3 separate regions of the Gossypium arboreum genome follow, and all the other regions are linked to region 2. The links are chromatin contacts, called in public Hi-C maps. All regions are on one chromosome and are shown on one strand. The core of a region is the stretch at or near the end of the contact, and the rest is flanking DNA. Distances in the headings are between cores, read along the strand shown. Region 1 holds the start of LOC108489477 (methylenetetrahydrofolate reductase 2). Region 2 holds the start of LOC108487208 (3'-5' exonuclease-like). Region 3 holds the start of LOC108487026 (UDP-glucuronate 4-epimerase 6-like).

Region 1 (3,036 bases), core at 208-2,707, 240 kb after region 2:
CAGTTGAGTAACAATCAGATCAGCTCCTGCATCAACCTATGTAGTAAAGAAGATTTTAGCATGAAAATTAACCAATATAAATTAGAATTAAGACAATATTTCCAAATCAAGCAATGAGTTAAAGAGTAAAACCTTTCTCTTTAAGTAGGCAAGATCATTCTGATAAGCTTCAGGTGTGGCTACACCGTCATTTCCTATGGCATCGGGATGTGCCTCTGAGCAAAGAAAGCAAACTATTAATCAAAAGCCACATGAACAAGCCTCTTATATATGTATATATGTCTATGAAAAGCACCTGGATAACCAGCAACTGTGATGCCAAAGTAGTCACCATATTTAGATCTGATATGTTTCACCTAGAATAGGAATTAAAAGTTAGTAACATATGTACATTAAGAAATAAAAACAGGGCAGAATGAGCAATGGCTTTACCAGATCAAGGGCACAGGAGAAGCCGCCTTCGACCTGGACAAACTTATCCTGGCCGTGAGGGGGATCACCTCGGAGGGCGAGAACATTCTGAATACCGTTGGACTTGATGGTCTGAAGAGCATGGTCAATCTTCTCTACGGGCATATTGGTGCAAGTGAGGTGCATCATCGTCTCCACACAGATGATATTCTGCATCTTGTTAGCAATGTCGAGGGTGAGATCAGCAGTGGAACCACCTGCACCCCATGTAATGTCACAGAAGGACGGGTTATGAGCAACCATACGATCCATTCTCTCGAATAGGTTGTCTACTCCATCCTCAGTCTTTGGAGGGAAGAACTCAAAGGAAAACACCACTTTCCCTTCTTGCAAAGATTGGATCTTCTCTATCACCTTCATCTTTAATTGGATCTTGAACTCTCGGTGTCACCAACACCAACTTCTGCAAGAATTCAATATGAAACTGAGGTGTTTGGAGAGATAAAACAAGAAAAGAACAACAGGAAGTCGCAACAAAACAAACCCAAGACCGAATCTGAATCTAAAAGAATAACCGATGGTTCAGAGCAAAAACGATCACTTTGAACATCATAGAAGAAGATAAAAATGGGCAATCTTGAAATCAATCCTTTCTAAGTAAATCGTATAGGATAAAGCATGAATGATAAACTAAAAGTCATAGATCAGATGAGCTAAAATTTAAGCGGCCACTGTTAAGAAATACATTATGAAGAATCAACAAGGCACTAAACAAAGACTGAAAGTCCAAATCTAACATTTGTAGTAGTACATTGTCCCAAATTCATGGAAACACAAAAATATCCCAGAAAAATAGGAAAAAGAGACTCACAAATGGGTTTGTGGTTGGTTAAGAGAGAGATGGGAGGTGGAGGCATTGCAATGGGAGTATTTGCATTTGAGAGAGGAAGGGAACGGATGGGGGTTGGTGTCTTTTGAAATGACGTTGTTGCCCACTCAACAACCCAATGGCCTTATCCCACTCTCAATTCAGTATTTACCCATTAAAGGTCAATACCATACGGTTTAATTCTTATGCCCCTGCCCTTTTGCACTTTTTTTTAATTTAGGAAAACCAATCTCTTTCATTTGAAAATATATAATCAATTCAGATTTAACTAAAGTGTTATCAAGTCAACTTTGATTTCTAAATGGGAGATTAAATTTTTTAAATTTAAAAAAGTAGAGGGAGTGAGAGGAAATTAGACCATAAGATACTAATACGGTTGTCGTATATATTGCTTACCAACCACAAACAGCGATGCCGACATGTTGGTGGCGTCAGCTTGAAATGAATCACAAAATTGGCGATTGTATTTTCCTTTTCTTACCAAAACTCACTATTATTTCATTGTTTTAGTTTCATCCCTCTTTTTAGTTCGTACACTGAATCAGCTTTTGACCTTTTTCCTTACTCTTTTTATGGCCGATTTTAATAAAAATAAATACCATTTTTAAGAAAATAGATTGATTTTGTGGAGAGAACTGAAACGTATTTTGTAGAATGCATTTTTAACTTTTTAACACATCACTTCTTTTGGTGATTTTGTTTTAATATTTTCTTCCTCAAGCTTTTTTTGATTAAATAATTAATTAATAGTGATTTTAGATTTGATTCACATTTGTATTTTTTATTTTATATCGTTTTAAATTTTTTATTTAATATTTTTAATTAATATTATTTTCAAATTTTTATTTTAATTTATTTTTAAATTAATATTTTTATTTATAAAATTAAATAATTATTACCAATTATATAATAAAAATATTTTTTATAAAATTGATATTTTATCAAAATGTTAAATATATTTTATTTTGTAAAAACATCAACTAATTTTTTGATATATTTTTATACATATAATATTTATATATCAAAATATTTGTTTCTTCCTCCTATAATGTGGGAAGGTTAATTTCTAATATTATAAAATAATTTTTCAAACATCACTATGTTTATTTATAAAATATTTCAAATACAAATACAAAAATATATAATACTAAAATTTACTACACTCATGATATAGATTGAAAAAAATATTACACATGAAAATTATATTTACTAAAAATATTTTGGCAATATTTAATTGATTTTATAAATAAAAAGTTATTAATTAAAAAACCTTGATAACTCAAGGAAAAATCACAATTAATTAATCAACCTCTAACTAGAGAAAACTAGTTGCATAAGTTTTTAGCATATAATTCGAATATAAATAACTGTATCATCAAATCTACTAGCTCTAGGAACATGATTATGGAAAGATTTTGATGGGAGAACCTAGTAACCAGCATCCCTACCGAAACCATCACTACCACGGAAACCACCATTACCACCATAAGCTCGAGGGCCGCCACTAGGTCTTTCATTGGCATAACTTACTCGAATATTTCGGCCATTGAGTTCCTGTAATTTCAGTACCACAAAATAATCAAATACCAGATTCACCAGAAACATGTTCCATATACCAATGTCTTTTTTCCCTCACCTGACCATCCATGGCTGACAAGGCATTGCTGGCAGATTCATCATCAGCAAAGTTTACAAAACCGAAACCCCTAGACCTCCCTGTGTCTCTATCGATGATA
Region 2 (3,505 bases), core at 332-2,831:
CATATGATTTCTTACTATTCTCTGCTTGTTTCTTCTTCTATTTTGCGTGTTTCTCTGCTCTCTGTCTTGCTTTCTTTTTTTTTGTTCTCGTTTTGTAGGCCTAGACGGAAGCGATGGTGCAAAAGCTTGCCATGTTGGTACAAGCGGTGTTAGGGGAGCCGACTTTCGGGCGTTGGACTTGCCGACGAAGCACGTGGGAGAGGGCAATGGCTAGGGCAGCTCCTAGGGTTTGATTGAAAATGTTTTAGGATAGTGGGCTGATGTGTATTGGGTAATTGGGTTTAGGGCTTAAGTTAGGTATTGGGTTTTGATATGGGTTGTAGTTTGGGTTTTAATTTTTGTAATTTGGATTTTAAAATTTGGACATTATTGGTTTATTTATTATAAGCCCAGGTCAAAATTGACCTATTACACGATGCTTGTACAATAAATCAAAGATCGAGAATAAAAATTATAATTCATTCTGAGATTGAATCTTTCAACATCTTGAAGATGAAGTTGTAAAGGTGAAAGTTTAAGGTGAAAAATAATTTGATCTGTGGGATGACTTCGAAAGATTTTGAAAAAAATTATAGAGAATCATCATGTTGACAACATATTATAAAATAAAGAGAGATAGAGAGAATAAAGAACAAATAAAATATGAAAGCAATAGAGAATTTACTTTATTAATCAAATGGATGATTATAATACTTCATTAGAGTCTCTATTTATAGGCATAAGAAGTATAAAAGAAGTAGAGATCTAATTTTAATAACTATTAGAATTTAAAGTACATAAAACTTTATCTTAATCATGATGGACATCCACTTAATGAGATATTCATAACAATATTTAAATTTTAATATAAATTAGGATTAAAATTTGGTAGAAGATCGGTTAAGCAGAATTAGGGTCTGTAAAAATATTTTTATATTAAAATATAAAAAAAACTCTAGTTCTTAGGTTATTTTCCATTTTATAACTCTAAATTAGAAATACTAAATGTTTAGTTATTAAAATATTTTAAATTTTAATGCTGGGAACAACATATGGCATAAGATATACTGTTAAGTAGAATTAAGAGTGTGTAAAAGTTTTTCTAAATTAAATATTTTATATTCAGAAGATAAAATTAATATCTATTTTATGCTTTTAAACTTCTTTTCATGTTATAACTCAATTTTATGTAATTAAAATTATCACTATTATTTTTATTTAACAAAAGATAATATATTAAATAAATTTTATAATTTAGATTTAGTATTTATCTTTTCAAAATTATATTCTTTTCACTTGATTTTTTCAATTTATTAAACAAATTTTGGAGAAAATATAAAATTTTATTTCTTATTAGAGAAATTTTGGAGAAAGTTTTCAAAAACTAGTCAAAATTCAAGGTTGACCCGAGGCTAAAGATGTTGATGGGGATTGACAAAAAGTTTCAGGGGTCGGGCAGGCCTGAATTAAATTAAAATATTAGAAAGTATTTTGTGCGAATTGGACTGGGATGGGCTCAAATCCTTGCAAAAACTTTTTGAAAATCGGCCCATTACTCTACCAGACGCCATGATCAAAATTTGAACGTTTTTAGCCATTAAAAGCCCAAACTGGTTCAACCAAATCCAGAATTCTATTTCAGATGTAGAAATGGAATTCAAAGACTACAATAGTTTCAGTTTGGATTGGGACGACCATTTCACTGAAGACGTGATCCGATTAATGGATGCCATTGAAGCCACTCCTCCTACTCCTCCTTCTCCTCCTTCATCTTCTCGCAAGAAACGCAAGTCCGCCGTCCATCATCAAGATAACCTCAAAACCAGCCGCCAATTGCCCCATTCTATTCTCTCACCCCCGCCTTCTTTTCCGTCTTCCTTCGCTCGTTGTCAATGTATTTGCTATCCCTTACTTTACCCATTTTGTAATTAAAATAAATGCACTAATAGTAAACCCTTTGATTTTTCTGATTGGCAGCTAATACAAGGCTTAGATATCCGCCGTTGAGATTTGGAGGTCATATTTTGTATAGCTTTACGGAAGATGAGGTAGAAAATGCTGCAATGGAGCTATTAAAAATTGTTGAAATTAAGAAGAAAGAAATGGGTCAAGTTGCTTTAGGGTTTGATATTGAGTGGAAGCCCTCTTTCCAAAAAGGTTTGCTTCCTTTACCCTCCTTGTCTTGTTACATTCATTTCATATAATCCTTTCTCTTTATTTCCTAAGAAAGAAAAAAAGTGTGAAAACAAATAAATGTGAAAATCTCTTAAGTTAATATGAAACCTCTCTAAGGTATCTTTGATCATTATTTTAAAGAATTGAGACTTAAAGTTGGAATTTTTTTCACATTGCATGATTTCTAGATAGAATACTTATGCTAGAATTGGCATTGTGTTTTTTTTCGTAGGTTTTAATTTAATTTAATTATTTTTTTTATGTTTAGTGGTTCTGATATGCCATATTTTAAAACAAAATATATATCTCGTGTTTGGTGTTGTCCTCTTCCTTTCTTCCATAAAGCAGCATTGCTATAATTTCTTTTAAAGCAGAAAGTAAGCACTCTTTACCTATATTACTCGGCCTTAGGTGTGAGTGCCGGATATGGGGAAGTTCCCAACACAGAAATATTCAATTTTTTCCTATGTTTTTAATGTATTTGGAGATCCTCGAATGGTCATATCCCTATACTCCTGTCCAACTATGCGTTGAATACAGGTACTTTAGTAAAATGAAGAGTCAAAGCAATATAGCTCTTTAATCCATGTTTCATGAGTTGCTGTTGCCATTACCAATCATTTCCTTTTAATTGAAATACTCTTAACTGTGATAACCTAAATGGTTGTATGCTTGCAAACCGTTATTTATATTCATGTTTTTCCCTTATCTTGTCTACTTTCTGGTAGAAGTGGTCTATTTAGATCATTCTCTGATTGCATTTAGTATAGCATTGAAACATGCACATATTGAATTTGTACTAGTACACAGAATTCATACACCTCTACTAACATATCACTTGTCTATCTGGTTTCTGTCTTGCCCTCTTGAACTTTCATGAAAAGTAGTATCTGTTTGGTACTATAGACATTGGCTTGTGTGGACTCTGGTATTGATATCCAACACTTGTATGTGTCTGCATGTTTGGTTTTTCTTTTTAAGTCTTGGAATTGGCTAAAAAGGATCTAAAAGTTAGATAAAAGTATGTGGATGCATATTTTAACAATGTCTTAAATAAAGATACATAAATGAAAATAATGCAATACCAAATATAATGAGTATTTGTTTTTTACTTTTATATTAATAATTAACATACATTTTATTGGTGAATCATAGAAAGGACGGACCACCACCCTTCATCATCCAACTAAAACAGTAAGTTGTATCCACATTTGTGATGAAGTGTAAAACACATATTATGTGCCGTATCATATTGATGAAGTGGCAATCTTTATTGAAAAGTCCATGTAATGTACTTAAGGGAAATGGGGATGACTTTTTGGGACTTTGCAGATTAGAACTCTATAACAGG
Region 3 (3,131 bases), core at 550-3,049, 220 kb after region 2:
CTAGAAAATAAAATAAAAGAATTATGAAAATATTATACCGTATATAGTTTAACAGAATTATACTGGTAAATTATATAAAGTCGAAATGACGTGAATTTCACTATGAACTCGTAGAAGCTCGATCGATAATGTGTTATAAAATAATTAAATAAAAGAACATTTAAAGTAAATAGAGAATTTTCTTGTCTCCTTTTACATTTATAAAAGAGTTATATATAAGCTATTGACATTCACTACAAAATAAAAGAATGAAGCTTATTTAATAGCTTCATTAACACATACATTAAGCATATTTAATAATGAATATGGGGTTTAACTCATTACTTTCATAAATGCTTAAAGGTTATAAACATCCATTTAATGTATTTATAACAATTTTTAATTATTTAATTTTTTACACACATTTGATAATTTATAATAAAAATCATCTGGTAGAATATTTTTCGACAAAAAGAAATGATAAGTAACTACTTATCATTAGAGGTGTTCATGGGTCGGGTTCGAGTCGTGCCCAACCAAAATTTTAGGCCCATTTGCTAGGCCCAAACCTGGCCCAAAAAATAAGCCTAACATTTTGCCTAATCCCGACCCAGATAAAAATGCTAAAACTCTGGCTCGGCCCGGCCCGCCTGTATTAAATTTTTTATATAATTTTTAAATATATATAAATATTTCCCAACAGATGAAAAGAAATTTTAAAAATACTAATACTTAAATAGTAGCAATATAATACTGAAATTGTAATAAAATAGGGAGAAAACAATAAGAAAATAGCATTAAAACAATAATAAAAAATATTTTTTGTCCTTTTGTGAATTAGGGTCGAACAAAATACCTTACTCGAGGCTCGACTCATTTTTTAAATAAAGCTTATTTTTAGCTCAAATCTATTTTTGAGCTTATATTTTTACTTAAACTCTATCACTTTTCGGTGAAGGCAAGAGAACATAACTACTTATCACTTAATCAAGAATATTTTAATTTATTTTACACTTTATTTAAAATAATATGAAATGTTTAAAAAGAACAAGGGTAAAGATGTGAAATAAAAATAATAATTTAATATTGATATTTATTAAATAATCTAGGAAACAGATTTTAGAAATAAAATTGAGTAGTAGAATTTTGCGTTTAGCAGAGAACATTTTAATGTAATATGCTATTGTACTTCATATATTGAATTCATAGCTGTGTGTAACAATCATTTCTAAAGTAGTTTATATGAATTTTTGAGGGAGTATCATAAAATTAATTAGATGATTGTTTTAGTCTTTATTCATGACAAAGCCAGTTGCTATGCCTTTAGAAGGCACATGAGGGGAGTGTTCTTTTTTCTTTAACTTTAAAGAAGATAGCTGGCAAAAATATCCCTATCTCCTATGCATTGATTTGATTCACATTGTAATTATCACTGAAATTGTGGGCCATTTATTGCTCGCTTTCCATTTGTCAATTTTTGTGAAGTAAGCTAAAGTTATGCTGGCCAAAAAACTCTTTGTTTTGTGTTCTATTTCCAAATTGGACACTTTCAATTTCAGTTTTATCTATCTTTTATTTCAATAAAATATCACCCTTGTTGTTCCATTTTTAATTTATTTATTTTTTTAATTAAAAAGAGTATGTAGCATAAGTCTTAGTGTCAATTATTGATTTAGTAGTAATTTCTATGTAGATTCAAGTGGAAATGAGTTTTTCAAATGACTACAAATATAAATGTGTAGTACAAAATTATTTTTTTTTTTTATTTTGATAAAATAAAAAAAATTTATATTAGAAATTGAATTCAAAAGTGGCATATCTGAAGTTGAATTATTTTTAAAAAAATAAAAAATAAAAACTAAAAGTGGCGTCCAACCAATGGCCACCACCTTTCCCCTCCGTTTCTCTTTATTTTATTTATTTTCCTTCCAATTCTCTTCCCCTCTTTATAATCTTCCATCTACACACTTCTCAACTTCAGGGCTCAACCTCTCTTCTCCAACACATTGAGCCCTTTTTTTCCTCTCTTCCCGAAAAGGAAAAAGGTGAAAGCAATCACACCCAATAACACTTTCAGTAGTAAACAAAGCAAAAAAGCAAACCCCCAAAATTAGTTGAAAAGAAAATGCCTACACCACCGGACACCAGCAAAACCTTGAAATTAGAGAGATACAACAATTATCTCCGAAAAATTCACAGCACCAAACTCATCTCGGCTTCCTCTAAACTTCTCTTTCGTGCAACCCTTCTCATTGCTTTGATTCTGATCCTTTTTTTCACCATCAATTACCCTCCTCTTTCCGATACTCCCCACCATGTTCCTCCTCACCACCGTCTCCACCACCACAGCTTACTTTCCACTTCCCTTTTCTCCGCCGGGGGCGGTGCCGCCTGGGAGAAACAAGTGCGACTCTCTTCCACGCCACGTAGAACCAATGGGTTCTCCGTTTTGGTCACTGGCGCCGCTGGGTTCGTCGGTTCCCACTGTTCCCTCGCTTTGAAGAAACGAGGCGATGGGGTTCTTGGTTTAGACAACTTCAATAACTACTACGATCCGTCTTTGAAAAGAGCCAGGCAAAACCTTTTGAGTAAGCACCAAGTTTTCATCGTCGAAGGTGACTTGAACGACGGGCCATTGCTGACCAAGCTATTCGACGTTGTGCCCTTCACTCACGTCCTTCACTTAGCGGCTCAGGCCGGCGTACGTTACGCCATGCAAAACCCACAGTCGTACATCAGCTCCAACATTGCAGGCTTTGTTAACTTGCTCGAAGTAGCCAAAGCAGCCAATCCTCAGCCATCCATTGTTTGGGCATCATCGAGCTCCGTTTACGGCCTCAACACCGAAAACCCATTCTCCGAACGCGACCGGACAGACCAACCGGCTAGCCTTTACGCCGCCACAAAGAAAGCCGGCGAAGAAATCGCCCACACTTACAACCATATCTACGGTCTTTCCCTTACGGGGCTAAGATTCTTCACGGTTTACGGTCCTTGGGGAAGACCCGACATGGCTTATTTCTTCTTCACTAAAGACATCCTACAAGGGAAGTCGATTGACATATACGAGACGCATGATCAGAAAGAGGTGGCGCGTGACTTCACCTACATAGACGACGTGGTGAAAGGGTGTTTAGGGGCGTTGGACACGG

The links. A called contact is a pair of places that touch in the nucleus more often than the background predicts.
Region 1: a contact with region 2 is called in a Hi-C map of leaf, with 5 times the contacts expected there. The contact joins the promoter of LOC108489477 here to the promoter of LOC108487208 in region 2. A contact is called at or near these places in 2 of 5 Hi-C or Micro-C datasets (both in leaf).
Region 3: a contact with region 2 is called in a Hi-C map of leaf, with 4 times the contacts expected there. The contact joins the promoter of LOC108487026 here to the promoter of LOC108487208 in region 2. A contact is called at or near these places in 2 of 5 Hi-C or Micro-C datasets (both in leaf).

Annotation. Positions count from the first base shown.
Region 1 is chr10:45,414,115-45,417,150 of ASM2569848v2, reverse strand. LOC108489477 (methylenetetrahydrofolate reductase 2) reads right to left here and starts at 1,457. Exons shown (of 12, transcript XM_053020184.1): 1 at 1,209-1,457; 2 at 433-874; 3 at 296-356; 4 at 133-215; 5 at 1-36. The coding sequence starts at 831. LOC108487574 (glycine-rich RNA-binding protein 2, mitochondrial-like) reads right to left here. Exons shown (of 5, transcript XM_017791947.2): 4 at 2,937-3,036; 5 at 2,519-2,854. The coding sequence ends at 2,729.
Region 2 is chr10:45,658,047-45,661,551 of ASM2569848v2, reverse strand. LOC108487208 (3'-5' exonuclease-like) reads left to right here and starts at 1,581. Exons shown (of 6, transcript XM_017791485.2): 1 at 1,581-1,873; 2 at 1,957-2,136. The coding sequence starts at 1,630. LOC108488936 (a long non-coding RNA gene) reads left to right here. Exons shown (of 2, transcript XR_001871836.2): 2 at 99-467.
Region 3 is chr10:45,442,868-45,445,998 of ASM2569848v2, reverse strand. It overlaps LOC108487026 (UDP-glucuronate 4-epimerase 6-like), which reads left to right and starts at 1,799. Exons shown (of 1, transcript XM_017791230.2): 1 at 1,799-3,131. The coding sequence starts at 2,105.